Regions from separate parts of the Mus musculus genome. Here all the other regions are linked to region 4. The links are chromatin contacts, called in public promoter capture Hi-C maps. All regions are on one chromosome and are shown on one strand. Each heading gives the region's core, a stretch centred on a gene start, on an enhancer-like site or on the middle of the called end of the contact. The rest is flanking DNA. Distances are from core to core; before and after follow the strand shown.

Evidence for each region. Promoter capture Hi-C pulls out the DNA fragments that hold promoters and counts their contacts.
Region 1: a contact with region 4 is called in a promoter capture Hi-C map of the HPC-7 cell line, with 2.2 times the contacts expected there. The contact joins the promoter of B4galt4 here to the promoter of Nr1i2 in region 4. A contact is called at or near these places in 5 of 39 promoter capture datasets (the 3T3-L1 cell line, the HPC-7 cell line, HPC-7-derived erythroid cells and 2 more).
Region 2: a promoter capture Hi-C map of neural stem cells shows a contact between it and region 4. The contact joins the enhancer-like site here to the promoter of Nr1i2 in region 4. A contact is called at or near these places in 7 of 39 promoter capture datasets (the C10 cell line, cranial neural crest, embryonic stem cells and 3 more), 1 of 115 datasets of contacts at active chromatin or transcription factors (embryonic stem cells) and 3 of 9 other capture datasets (embryonic stem cells, liver and pancreatic islet).
Region 3: a contact with region 4 is called in a promoter capture Hi-C map of embryonic stem cells, with 3 times the contacts expected there. The contact joins the promoter of Gpr156 here to the promoter of Nr1i2 in region 4. A contact is called at or near these places in 17 of 39 promoter capture datasets (the 3T3-L1 cell line, 3T3-L1-derived adipocytes, the C10 cell line and 7 more), 2 of 115 datasets of contacts at active chromatin or transcription factors (both in embryonic stem cells) and 2 of 9 other capture datasets (embryonic stem cells and macrophages).
Region 5: a promoter capture Hi-C map of hematopoietic stem and progenitor cells shows a contact between it and region 4, with 2.7 times the contacts expected there. The contact joins the enhancer-like site here to the promoter of Nr1i2 in region 4. A contact is called at or near these places in 6 of 39 promoter capture datasets (erythroid cells, hematopoietic stem and progenitor cells, hippocampal neurons and 2 more).

What each region holds. Positions count from the first base shown.
Region 1 is chr16:38,740,918-38,743,700 of GRCm38.p6, forward strand. B4galt4 (UDP-Gal:betaGlcNAc beta 1,4-galactosyltransferase, polypeptide 4) reads left to right here and starts at 1,342. Exons shown (of 7, transcript NM_019804.4): 1 at 1,342-1,451.
Region 2 is chr16:37,944,230-37,947,078 of GRCm38.p6, forward strand. All of the region lies in intron 1 of Gpr156 (G protein-coupled receptor 156), which reads left to right. Among named protein-coding and RNA genes, the nearest start is that of Gpr156, 29 kb to the left of the region's middle. Within about 2 kb of position 1,407, at least 21 of the 459 cell types and tissues checked have an H3K27ac peak or open chromatin away from gene starts, as enhancers often do. A contact at or near this core is called in neural stem cells, where this site is marked.
Region 3 is chr16:37,915,063-37,917,762 of GRCm38.p6, forward strand. Gpr156 (G protein-coupled receptor 156) reads left to right here and starts at 1,434. Exons shown (of 10, transcript NM_153394.2): 1 at 1,434-1,553.
Region 4 is chr16:38,293,572-38,296,271 of GRCm38.p6, forward strand. It overlaps Nr1i2 (nuclear receptor subfamily 1, group I, member 2), which reads right to left and starts at 1,253. Exons shown (of 9, transcript NM_010936.3): 1 at 947-1,253.
Region 5 is chr16:37,787,346-37,790,045 of GRCm38.p6, forward strand. The region is part of intron 2 of Fstl1 (follistatin-like 1); the gene reads left to right. Among named protein-coding and RNA genes, the nearest start is that of Fstl1, 12 kb to the left of the region's middle. Within about 2 kb of position 1,271, at least 194 of the 459 cell types and tissues checked have an H3K27ac peak or open chromatin away from gene starts, as enhancers often do. A contact at or near this core is called in hematopoietic stem and progenitor cells and hippocampal neurons, where this site is marked.

The DNA of each region.
Region 1 (2,783 bases), core at 92-2,591, 450 kb after region 4:
TATTTGTAGCAGGTAGGATAGGCCCTGATTCCTTTCCTTAGCACTAAACAGTAAGTAAATACACAAATAAATGAAAACATTTTAAAATTGTTAACTTGTATCTGTTTGAACTCCATGGGACAGAAGGGAGACCAGTCTTCTACTGAGAGATTTCAGTGTTTCTTCTGCCAGGGTATAGTAGTCTCAGCACCTCCCAGTGCTCTTCAGAGGGGTCAGCATGATGCAGGAGGCTCGGACTACAGGCTCCAAATTCCATCACAGTGGTGACACAGATAAGTGGCATCAAAATGGTCCTAGGCCTGTTTAAAGCCCAGTACCTCAGGACTGATTCAGTTTGCTCCTTTTTAGAGCAGCGCTTTTCACCCTTCCTAATGTTGCCGCCCTTTAATACAGTTCCTCATGTCGTGGTAACCACCAACCATAAAGTTATTTCCTTGTTGCTTCATAGCTGTAATTCTGCTACTGTTACGAACTATAAATATCAAATATGCAACTCCACACGGGGGTCGCGACCCACAGGCTGAGCACCCTTGCTTCACTTGCGATGGATCAGGTGATTTTCATGTAGCTTCTCAGAGAGAGCTGGCAGCATGCAGACTGTTGTGCGCCTATGAAGACCTCACCATTAGTTTTCTATCAATTTTAGCCTAATTTGATTATTATGATTATATTTGAAATATTATGATTCGCATAATATCATTTGGTCTTTAATTTGGTACAATGCATGGCTGAGCAGGCTATAACCTATCAGGACTTTAGACTTTCTTGAGGATGTGTCTAACCCTTGCCCCAGGATGGCTATAAAATCAACCCAACACAAACTGTAAACTTACTTAAACTACTATGAAGGCTGAAGTGGTTTTGTGTGTGTGTGTGTGTGTGTGTGTGTGTGTTTGTGTGCTCGATTTCAGGGTTCTCAAACATGAACTTTATAAATGACAATGTCGCCTGGTAGTGTCACGCAAAATAAACATGTAACTGTAGACTTCTGGATTCTATGATGTGGCCTGAAGCCACCCTTCATTTAATGTTGCCCAGAGAAGTCAAAAGGTTGCACATTCCTGTAAGTCCAAAGCGTCACTTTCCTGCTCTGTAAAGCACTGGGATATGATCTCTTTTCCAGGTTCCGGTGATGTCCCCGGGGATGGAATCTGAGAAGCGCCCGGAGCCTAACTAGTTATCCTCAGTACGGTTTGTGATCTAAAGACTACGGTGTGCACCCCTTTTAATTCTCAAGCTCCCGCAGCGCGTGGTGGGATTGGCCGGAGGGAGGCTGCACCAGGTCTTGAGAGAACCGGGCAGACCCGCCCCCTCGATGGCGCTGCGCGCGAGGCGGAGCCGGGGCTGCAGAGCCGCCTCCCGGCGGCGCAGGCGGTCCACGAGCGCGATCCCCGGGGCTGCTCCTCACCACCTCCCCTTCCCCGGGCGGCCTCCCGGTGGCCGCGTCCGGGGTGAGTACGCCGGGCCCGAGCTCCGCTGCTGCGCGCTCCGAGCGGCCATCGTCGGGCTGTGAGCCGGGTGGGTCCACGGGATGGTGCCGGGCGGACGCGGAGCCTGCGCGCTCAGGCCTCGGCGCTGCTGTCCTGCCGGCCGAGCGAGCGGCGGGCGAGCTGGGGGCCTGCAGAGGCCCACCTTGGCGGGGCTCCGGCTCCCGTGCCGGCGCCCCAGAGCTCAGAGCTGGGGAGATGTTGCGCGCAGCGGGGAGATGCAGGGTGCATCCGGCCGCGTCCCGCGTCCGGGTGCTTGCGTCTCCCGGCGCCTCTACCTGGAAAAGGCCCATCCTTCTCGGTCAGGGTCAGACAGCCTTTCACCTGGGGAAACAGCTCATCTGATCTGTACTTCCATGCCTGAAAGGGCCCGAGATACCTTCGGCCAAGCCAGGGGCACTCACATGGGGTTTGAAGGGCTTGAGACCCACCTGCTGTGTGTAGGTCGGGCACCTGTTCCCTCCAGGGTCTGTGGATCTGCATCACTGGATCTTCTGGTTTCCCTTAGATAAGGGCGATTGGTTAGGAGTTCGGGTGCTGAAGGGTGTGGGAGAGAAGTATCTAGAGAAGGCCTTTGCGGGGAGGTAACCTTAGGAGGGTATTAGCCAAGTCTGGTGCCTGTGGGTTGCAAAGTGTTCAGAAGTGAGCCAGGAGGCAGGAGGATGTGGGGGTGCTCCGGGCGCGGGCTGATCTCCCCAGTGGTTTGGTAATGAAAGAGCAGACAGAAGGTGGTAATTTGAGAGTTGAAAAAAGGTCTCTCGGTCTCATTTAAAAAAATTCATTAACTGGTGTGTGTGTGTGTGTGTGTGTGTGTGTGTGTGTAATGAATCTTCAGAGGATATATGAAACTCAAGGAATGTCAGATATGATTCAGTTTGAGAAAGTGAAATTCAAGATAGAGTTGAAGGCTGCCGGCCCCGCTCCCCCCCCGCCCCCCCCCCCATGCCAGAGCGTGGAGGAATGCACCTCCTGGGAAGGAAACACTGCGTTGTTGATGGTCTTTTCTTTTCTTTTCTTTTCTTTTCTTTTCTTTTCTTTTCTTTTCTTTTCTTTTCTTTTCTTTTTTCTTTTCTCTTCTCTTCTCTTCTCTTCTCTTTTCTCTTTTCTCTTTTCTTTTCTTTTCTTTTCTTTTCTTTTTTCTTAACAGTAATAATGATTTTGACATTTTTCTTTAGGATTTTTCTTTTTTATTGCATATTTTCTTCATTTACATTTCAAATGCTATCCCCAAAGTCCCCTATTACCCCCCACCCCCACCCACCCACTCAACTCCCACTTCTTGGCCCTGGCTTTCCC
Region 2 (2,849 bases), core at 157-2,656, 350 kb before region 4:
ATCTGTGGCCTATTGTAAGTGCGTGGTGTTGGGTCTGCTACTGTGTGTAACATGAAACATAGCATCCCCAGAGGGTTTTCAGTGTGGGGGTGTGGGGGTGGGTTTGCTTTACAAAGGGCTTGGCGGACTTTACTCTTTGAGCCTTGGTTCTAACTCTGTCTGATGATCTGATTCCTCTCCATTGCCCTCTCTGACTGCCCCCGCCCTGACCCAGTCAGTCAACACCGAGGTCTTCAGCAGTTCTCAATGGCTGAGCCCTTCTCCCTTTCAGAACTTAGCTTAGGAGTGTGTCAACATGGAGAGATGCACTTGTGATTGTTCATTTGTGAATTTCTGTGGCTAAGTGCTATCTTTGGGACTGTATGCCTGTCCCATATGGAAATCTAATATCATAATATATAGGGTTCGCGCGCTGGATATTCATGGACCAAAGGGTTTCTCAAGACTTGGTTCCCAAAGCAGTGTTTCTCAGGGTCAACTTTGAGTAAGTGATGTATCCTGTGTCTTTACCAGGGTGTGACCAGACTTTTGGCTAATTTATTGGTTTCTTCTTCCTAGCACCCTTCTCCAACCTTCCAACCCTCCAACCCTAGGTAGGAGAGCAAGAAGGTTAGAGGGGAAAGAAGGTGTTGATCTTGTTAGACTGCTTCCTGTTGATTAAGGAAGTCCTTGGGGCAAGTGTGATCTTCATCACCAGGATACCTCCAACCAGCAATCAGCTATAGCAGAAGAAGGAAGGGCAGCAGCATTTGTATACCCTCTGAAGCGTCCCCAGAATGCCAAATGTAAACTATTTTCAGCTGGCAAAATAACATCCCTGCCCGAGCATGAGACAAATCATAGTCAGCTGCTGTGGACAGTCTAAAGCAACCCCACACCTGGGATTAAAACAAAAACATAGTCCCTTAACATTTCTGTGCTTTTAAAGGGACCAAAATTCTCATGACGCCAGGGAGTCTCAATTTGGCACATACTGGGCACAGTTGGCAGTGACTGGCAGTTGTTGAAACTGTTAGGAGAGGGCCAGGCATGCTGCCAAACATCCTCTCTTCAAAAGATGGTCCAGACAACAAAGCATTATCAAGCCAAAAATAGGTCTTTGGTTTACCACTAAGATGGAGAAGACAATGTAAAAACACACGTCCTTCCAGACTACCATAGTGTAGTTTGCTCTGTGACTCCTCACATTGCTCATTGCTAGAATACTCAGTAGGAAAGTAGGGTGTGGCTAGAAAAAAAGAGAGAAAGACCCTTTCTGTTGGAATTCCAACAAAATTAGGATACGAATAGCCATGCCTTGTTTGCTTCGTAATTTAATATTCAGTCATCTGTCCAGACAGCACAAGAATTCAAATGCTGGATGGGAGACAGCGGACTCTAATTTTCTCGTGATTGCTCTGTCATGAAGCTGGTAAATAATTCAAGAATATGGTAGAGTCCAGTGACAGGGCAACACCTGGTGCTGTATTGTTTATGTCTAAGTACAGACTCCAAAGACGGCACTCAGCACCTGTCACAATTGTTCTGCTTTAACCATGGGTCTAGTGTTCAGTGACTATTGATTAGTAGCATCTAATATTTGTCCAAGTTTCACACACACACACACACACACACACTCACACACACTCACACACACACACTCACACACACACTCACACACACACACTCACACACACACACTCACACACACTCTCACACACACATACACACTCACACACACTCACACACACAGATGCTATACTAGGTGCTTTCAAAAACACAAAGCAGAAATGGCAACCTCTTACATTCCTGTGACTAACCCCAAATCTATCTTTTCTATTAAAAGATGGGTTTGTTTTCAAATGTAGGGATAAGACTCAGGCATGTCCAGTCTGTGACCCGTGGACCACATGCCCCATCCACTTCTCTCTCCTCCCCTCCCTCTCTTCTGCACATCTTGCTTTGTAGCCAGGCTGGCCAACTCCTACACGCCCACCTCGGCCTTCCAAGCACTGAGACTGCAGGTGTCTGTCTTGGCTTCTCTTCTGATCACAGTATTCATATTATGAATATTTTCTGAGCGTAATAATCTCTCCTCAGTGGGTCACTCAGCCCCTCTCCCTAGAACCCAACTAACCCATGGCAGCTCCGTGATTCTGACAATTTAAAAGCCAGTACACAGAGGGGATAGGAACTCCACTGGAAGACCAATAGAGTCAACTAACCTGGACCCCCAGGGCTCTCAGAGACTGAACTACCAACCAAAAAACATGCATGGGCTGGACTTAGGCCTCCCCACACAAATGTTGTCTATGTGCAGCTTGTTCTTCATGTGGGTCCTGAACAACTGGAACAGGGGCTATCCCAAAGCTCTGGCCTATATGTGGGATACGTTCTTCTGGCTGGGCTGCCATGTCTGGCCTCAATGGGACAGAAAGCACCTAGTCTCAAAGAGACTTGAAGTTTCCGGGTGGGGAAGATATCCAGGGGAGGGGACCACCTGCTCAGAGAAGAGGGGAGGGGGTGGGGGAAGGATTGTGGGAGAGGGTGACCGGGAGTGAGCAGGATGTAAAGTGAATAAGTAAAAATAAATGTTTAATTAAATTTAAAAACTAAATAAATATGGGGGCTGAAGAGATGGCTCACAGGTTAAGAGCACTGACTGCTCTTCCGAAGGTCCTGAGTTCAAATCCTAGCTCACAACCATCTGTAATGAGATCTGATGCCCTCTTCTCGGCTACCTGAAGACAGTTACAGTGTACTTACATATAATAAATAAATAAATCTTTTTTTAAAAAACTAAATAAATAGATAAAAACCAGTACACGTTTTGGGCAACTCAGCTGTCTGGACATGGAAGGCTCTTCCTC
Region 3 (2,700 bases), core at 184-2,683, 380 kb before region 4:
ACTGTGCCAGAAACGTGACTGTGCGTGCATACACGTGGAGTGCAGAGCACTGATGGTAGTTGTCTCCCTCAATTATGCTCCACAGTGATTCTGAGACAGACACTCCCACTGCACCTAAAGCTTACCAATGTAAACTGGCCGTCCAGCAAACCCCAGAAATCTGCCTGTCCCCTTCGCTGCCTCCAGCCTTGAGATTACAGGCAGAGGCTTTTGTTGGGGAACCCCAGCAGGTCCTCACGCTTCCAGAGTGATTGCTCTACCACATGAGGCATTGTTCCAACATCCCTGTCCTGGGCTTTTAAACTGAGTAACCCCAAAAGTGGAGAATCAAAGGGGGCCTCCCCAATGACAGCATCTAACTGCACAGAACAGAAACTCACATTTTGCTCAGTGTCTCACATTCAGGACAAGATGTGAGAAACACGCATTGTCCTGAATAAAACGTTTGCTTCATTTCTTTCCCCATATTTTCCTCTCCAATGAAGTATTTTCCTGTGAAAAGAAGCCTTTGGGTGAAATAGTGAGGGAGGGGTTAAAAAATTTTAAAGCCAATCCTCCTTACCATGTGTGATCTGAACCCTGAAGTCCTACTCGGTTCCCCCTCCCCTCCTGTCCCTAAAATATGTGGTCAAAATGTGGTGTTTGAAATGCAAGCCTTTAATCCCAGCCCTCCAGCGGCAGAGGCAGTCGAACTCTGTGAGTTCGAGGCCAGCCTGGTCTCCAAAGTGAATTCCAGGCCAGCCAGGGCTGTTACACAGAGAAACCTTGTCACGGGAAAACACATGCACACACACACAGACACACAGACACACACACACGCATTCCTATTATAAGCAACATTCTTGTCTTTCTAAAATAAACACAAGCTCAATGTAAAGAATCAAAAAATGCCCAAATAAAAAATGAAGAATGAGGAAAAAGAAGAGATGAGAGGGAAAGGCGGGGAGTAAGAAAAAGAAGAGGGAAGGAGAAATGCAAAAGGCCAAGGGAAAGCTAATGGATAACCTCCCCCCGTATCAAAACAAAACAAAAACAAAGCAAAACAAAACAAACAAACAAACAAACAAACAAACAAACAAAAAACCAGAAACCGGGATCTGAGACTGAGGAACCAGGCACAGGACCTGCTCCGGAGGTCTGAGCATCCTCGGGCTACAGGGCTCCTCAGACCGGCGCTGCAAGCGGCTCTTTGAGCACAGCAGCAGGAAGTCGCCCAGAGAACCGCTCAAACAGGAGTGGACGTCTTTGGAGGAGTGGAGGATGCGGGAGTAAAGGGACTCCGGAGTAGAGAGGCCTGCAGCCGAGCGCAGGGTCCGGTCGCGGCGCGGGGTGGCGCCAGAGGAGGGACGGCGGTCAGACAGAGGAGGAGGCGACCCGCAGGGCACCGCGCACACCGCACAGCCGCCACTCCGGCTGTCTACGAGGCGATGGGCGCGGTCCGCGTCCCTCCCGCCACCTTCCAAACCCGAGAGCCCACCAGAGACCGGAAGAGCACGCGCGTCCCAATCCCGGCCGCGGGCTCGGCGCATCTCTGCGGACGGGGACCCCGCAAGGTGAGCACAGTGCGCCCTTGAAGACCCCAGATTTTGTAGGACCTCCCTATGGACACAGACACCTCCAGTAAGAAATGGAGAGGGCAGGAGTCCCTTCTCCTATTCAAAACCTGAGCAGGATATTCAGAAATGATTTAAGAAGTCCAAAAAGTAGGGAAGAGCGCGTGGCCACGCATCAGGGATGGCGTTGATAATTTGGGAGGAAAAAGGGGAGGGGAGAGTGAACCCAGTGTGACTTCTCTATTTTATTGAATAAGCAACAAAGTGCTCAAAAAGGAGATCTCAGAACTATTTCCCACACTCGGGTGATTTCCAAGCGTGACCCCAAATCTACCCTGCAGGTGCAAGCTCACCCCGAGGGCAGGGTGGTGAGCTGACGTTCCCCCACCCCCTCTCTGAAGTCTGAGAAGAAAGTTTTACTACACCGCCTATGTTCTGTGTGGAGGCTTTGTTCCTGGGCACTGGAGGAGTGACCCAGGCTCCTGAGCATCCTTGGATCTGACCAGCAGCAGTTTCCAAGCGTGTTGTAGAGGCTTCCACTTAGAAAGTTGGGCATCACGTGCTACTTCCTTAATGCTTTCTGTTACCTGTTAACATTTCGAGATTAAACTGTGTAGGGAAGACGGTGTAGCCACTCTACCCATTTGTTTATTTTCTGGATGCATGAGAACTAGGTACCTCTGATAAACCTGTTTTCCCAGTGTATTCCTTAAACAAGCTGTGGAGGGAGATGCTAAGAGTGTGAATACTTCATTGAAAAAGAAGAGTTTTCAGATGGGAGTTTAAAACCACCATATTTGTTGGTGTGTTAATTAAGCAGCAAGGCCGCCAAAGAGGGTGGGGGAGAAACACCTTTTCTCCACCAATAGCTGGATTCTCCCAGGAGTTGGAACACCAGCCAGGCTTCCAAGTTTGTAGTTTTAACTGCTGCAGAAGGAACAAATGGGTGTATCCAGATAAATGAGGAGGGAATCACTTGTCTGGGGGCTGTAGACACTTTGACTCTGGGATATAAAGTGCCTTGGCAGGCTGGCTTGAGTTGGGACTCTCTCAGAAAGAGAGGGGGCTCCCTGGTCCCATTTTGTCTGTGTGATTCCCCTGCAGGACCACCACTGTATCTGGCATATTCTTTCTGCTTCTCTATCAT
Region 4 (2,700 bases), core at 3-2,502:
CATGAGCTATAACTTGGTGATCCCAGTTTAGATTACATTTATTATATAAATAAAGCATTTTTAAGCAAGTATTTTTGTGTATTCAAAAAAGTCTATTAATGAACAGGGTAAGCCAGGCTTCAGAGGCCTTACTTGGAATACTTTAGACTCTGGCCAAGTCATTAGAGACCAAGGATTCCTCTCAGTGTAGATAATTCAGCCACTTTTCATCTGTGTGGTGGTCCTTTGCCTTCCCGGCAGCAATGAAAAACAGTCATGCACGTGCAAGGGACAATGCCACACCTGAAGCACAGAGGGAAGGTTTGGTGGCCTTGAAGGCATCTCCTAAGGTAGCTCCTGGATGTGGAGGAGCCTTAAAGCCATGTCTCTAGCCTGCGCCTCGGGCTGTTGTATGGAGCAGAGATGGGACCTAGGGTACTGAACATAACGGGAATGACTCTGACAAACAGAGTCTAAAGCCGACCACTGTACACGGATATAGTGTGTACTGAGACACCGCTAATGAGAATGTGAGGCCTCGTGACCATCCTGCCGCTGTCTATGTCCCCGGGGGCTGCCAGCACTAACCTGACAAGCTCTGGGAGCCAGTGCTAATAGTTCCTGATTCTCATGGTCTTCAGCAGCGGTGTTTCCTAGGTCAGGGACTCCAACCCTGTCACAGAAGGGGCTCGGCTGCCTATCTAATGCCCGATGTCACATACACAAGGCTTCTGTTGTGATGCTTCCTGGCAACACAAGTGTAGGCCAGGTAGCAGAGCACCTTGGCTCCACAACTGTCTTCATGCTTTGTTTGACCCAGGAAGGAGAAGAGGAGAGAAAAAGGTGTCATTGTCCTCCATACTCCTTCACATTGCTGACCTCCGACCTCATTTGTATCCCCCTCAGCCTTCTGTTCAGAGGCAGAGGGCATCTGACTCTTAGAAAGAGAAAGAAGGAAAGATCATACCTGTCTGGGGGCCACTGCTTTTGTTGGATTTCCCCCTTGGGGTCCACCTTGAAGAATCAGGAACGATGGTTCTGCCCAGAGCTCAGCACACCTGCCGTGGCTACCTGGCTGCACATGGAGATCTCAGCTTAAGTCCTCAGTGTTTCCTATGAGCCAAGGTCAGGCCCCTAGGGAGAGGCTGACCATCCAAGTAGACAAAAGAGCAGTATCTATCCCCGATTCTCACCCTCAGCTAACCTTAGGCTATGTTGTCCACAGGCATAGGAACCATACTTGTTCTTGCCCACAGTACACCCCAGGTCCAATGTAGTAAGGGGCCCCAGTTGGCACTCCCAAGTCCCAAGTCCAGCACCCGAGCTAGCAATGACCAGATTACCGTATTTACTCTTGTTATATCCCCTTCCTATTTTTTTCATAGTTGTCTTCACTGTAAAACATGTAAGGGAGGGGAAGTGTGTTTTAAGTGTTTGCTCTAAGTAATTCTGGGCCAATGTTTGCCTCTCTGAGGGTGATTTTGCCTCTAGAGGTAAAGTGCCTTTGAATCTATAGCTCCTAACACTTTTTTTCCCTAAGTTAATTTCCTGGACAGAAGCAGTTTACGTGAAAGTAAGGAAAAGGCCACACACATGACACTGGCTTGTTGATATGAGAGAGAGGGAGGAAATAGCTTCGAGACAGGTATGACCTTGCAGTTCCAACCACAGGACAGAAAGCTGGCTGGGACTACCAGGAACTGTCTGAGAGTTTTCTCTTCTCTCGGACCCTTCTAGAAGCTTCCTGTCTAGTGGGCTCTGGGGTAGCAGGACATCATCGGGGTGTCCTTGGCCCTGGGGGCTTGCATATCTGGGAAGCCTGACAAGGGACACTTATTTCCACGAGTGGAAGCAGGTCTTTTTTTTTTCTGTACTGAGATGAATGGGCAGGATTCCAGAATGGGCAGGGCACCTCACCAGAAGTCCTGGGGTCACGGGTAAATTATTACAGCTTTTATCATCTCTCGGGGCTCTTCTGGCATACAAAGGTCTCTATTCACCTCTCCTATAAAAATGGCAAGTTATTTACAGCAGAAACAGGGAATCCAGGACAAATGAGGAACTTCCCAAAGGAGAGAAATGCTCTTCGGTTCCTGAGGGATTGTCTGGTCTCTCTTCCTCTGCAGATGCTGTCCTGAGCTCTAGGTGGCATAAGAAGACTGCAGGGCTGCCAGGCATCAACATTTATCTGGGTAGGGCTTTATTTGGAAGCCAGTTTAAACACCCAGTTTGTGGTAGTTACTAAGAACCCCAGACTGGAGGCCCAGAGAGGACCTGAGTCACTCCCACGCATGGCTGGAAAGGAGGAGAAACTGGAGTCCTGACCTCTGCTCAAACTTTCTTCCCCTGCAACCAGCACTAGGAGCTCCTGAACCATCCACCAGAGGCAAGCCTAGGCAGTCAGCGTCCTTGGTCAATTTTATAAAAACATAAACAAAACCATAAATTAAAAAAAAAAAAGAAAAGAAAAAGGAAAACTCAGATAGCCAACTAAATTCATGACACACTAATGGTGCAAGTTCAGGTGAAGCCAAAGGAAGGGAGCAGGGTGGTCCAAGGACCTCCAGGGCACAGAGGTGCCATGGGGTAGACTCAGAGGGGTGATCTCCTCTTTGGTTTTTATTTTTGTTCTGTTGTGGTGGTTGTTTGGGGGGGACATATGCCCTACTTTTCTTTCTGTTCCTGTGATAAATACCATGATCAAAAGCAACTTAGGGGCCG
Region 5 (2,700 bases), core at 21-2,520, 510 kb before region 4:
AGAGGAAGTAGCCTGCGGCTGAACTTGGAAAGGGACCTACAGTGTAGCATAGGCAGAAAAGAGAGCTTCTATTTAATCCTCAAAAAGTGACAAGTAACTATTATAAGGCTCATTTTACCCATGAAGAAACCATTCAGTTACCCTGTATCAGCTACCTAACCAATGGTAGAGCCAGGATGTAAAACCCAGGGTTTGATATCCCCAAGTCAAAGCTCAGTGGTTTGTGCCCTTGGGTCTGATTTCCAGAAGCCAGACTCTGAAAACACACCAACAATGAATGTTGCCTGTAGTATGGCTCCAGCACTGTACAGTCCTAGTCACTAACTATTCAAGGCACATCAGTGCTAAATGGCTCTAGTACCTGACCTGATCCTGCAGCCTCGCCTGCTCCAGCCACATGATCTCCACTTGAATCCAGCCCCAGCTGCCTCTCTGACATGTGCGGAACTGCAGTTATTATTTGGGAATATTGCCAGCTAATGGCCAGAGACTCGGGAGATGTTTTAAGGCAGTTTCTGTGTCCTTGAAACGTATTCACAACTGTTCCATACTATGTAAGACCGAACTGCAAAATGGCTCTAAACTCCAATCTGATTGCTAAATATGGCCGTGTAGTGCACAGATGCCTGCCTGAGGGGGTCAGTTGGGCCAATCCCACCCTGCACTGCACTCATAAAGGCGTGTGCCCTGCCACAGGGCCCCCCTGCCACTCAGAAGAAAAGGCCCTTTTCCCCACCAGCTTAGATTAGCAAAGCTTCCCAAAGCTAACATTACCCCCGAGTCATAAGCCTATTGGACTGTGGCTGCCGTTTCTGTGTCTGTACATTTTAATCAACTGGTTTCATCAGAATCCTGAGGCCCCCTTCAAGAGCTAGTTCTTTTTAATGAACAAGCTAAAATAACACAACTGGAAAATCTTTTTTTTTTTTTTAAACATAGTCCTTCACCCCTACAGTGTGCATCTCTTGGATATTACTCACTTCAATTTGGGTGGGGAACTGTGAGTTCTCAGGGACTAATACGATCATCCTCAGCTCCCCATGATGGATGGATTAACGGAACTTCCCTCGGCCTATAGCAGGAGTCCAGCTCCTGGGACGAAATGTCTTAGATAGAGCCAGCCCCCAGCCTGGAGCCTGTCGGAAGTTGTGTCCTGTGTTTGCATTAGCTGAACAAAGAGCTACAGGCTTTCTCGCCTGGCTCCCCTCCTCCCTCCTTCTCTCCTGCACTGGGAGAGGCCAGCTAAAGTCTAGACAGCAGAGGCTGCTTGGCACCGCGCCTTCACAGCAGCCTGCAGGGCTCTGCAGCCCTGACTCCCTCAGCACTGCTCACTCTGGTTCCTTCCTTACTCATTTCCTGCTTTTCTCAAAGTCAGCCCTGAGTTGTCTTGGGGGGCTAGCATGTACCCACACACGTAAGAAGCAAGTGAGTGAATTATGAGCCTGCCCAGGATTCGGCTGCTTTGTGAGGTTCTGAACTGAGAAGTTACAGCTGGCCACGTGGCTGAGATTACTGTCCTAGCATCAAGCAAGCTCCCTTCATCTTGGGCCAGACAAGGTTGGGATGAATAGCCCAGTGGTACCCCAAGTGTGGACTGAGACAAACATCTAACCCCTCATCCCCCTCAAAAGAGTGGGAGAGACCCGCAATGTAAACTCTATCCCTGTAAGTCCACGCAATTTGGATCATCAAAATATTCTTACTTAGAAGTAGGATATTTGATTAAGCTCTTACGTCAGTTTCCTACCCGTGGGGAGCCATGGGAAAGAGAGGCTGGCCAAGGACCAAGAAAACAGTGTGGAGAAAGGCAAGAGGCCCCTGGGTCCCCCTCTTAGGTACTGAGTGCATCATCGAACTCCGAAGTGCGGTGCCTCAAGTGCCTTTGTGCTCTGCAATCCCAAGTCCTGATTACCCCACAGATATGAGTCATTTGGCAACTGTGCATCAGCACTGGGGTGGGGATGGGGGGGGGCTGGAATATCCCAGATCCCCCTGGGATTTAGGGAGGGATCTACAAACAACAACAGCAATGACAAAATGAAGATCAATCCAAACTCTATGATTTTCATGAGAAAACCGACTTTCTTCCGACTTTTCCTTCAGCTGTAGCATTGCAAAGGGCTTACAAAAATAGCTGTGTGGAAATGGTGTTTGGAATCATTCTCATCTCTCACCGTGTTGCCTGGCCCATGACCAGGATCTAGGAGCTCCTGAACAGGTGTTGATGAACGTCCTGCCTCCATCCCCTGTCCCTGATCTGGCAGTCGGCTGCATCAGGCACTGGTCTTTGTCTTTGTCATCAACACTGAGATCCAGTGACCTTTGTAAGCAAGCCAAGGCTAGCCTGGAGGCTTCAGCCCACTGGTGTGCTTGGTGCCATGTCCTGACTCCAAGCCCTAGTAGATAGCCAGGTAAATTGCCCTGACTTCTGGTCATGAATAGGAGCTAGCCATGCAATGTCTGTGTCCTTCCTAATAGAAGTTCTTGTACAGGTTAGAACTGGACACATGTATGTACACACATCTGCACATCTACACGCATGCACACTGGCTTAAATTTCACCCCTCAGGAACAAAGCCGTCTGCCAGTATCTTGTAGTAAGACTTTTCTCAACCACAGATTCCTACGGAAACGAATGAGAGGGACACATGTGTGTTGGGATTTTCTCTGATGAACTGCCTTGTTGTACCTTGTGGCTTC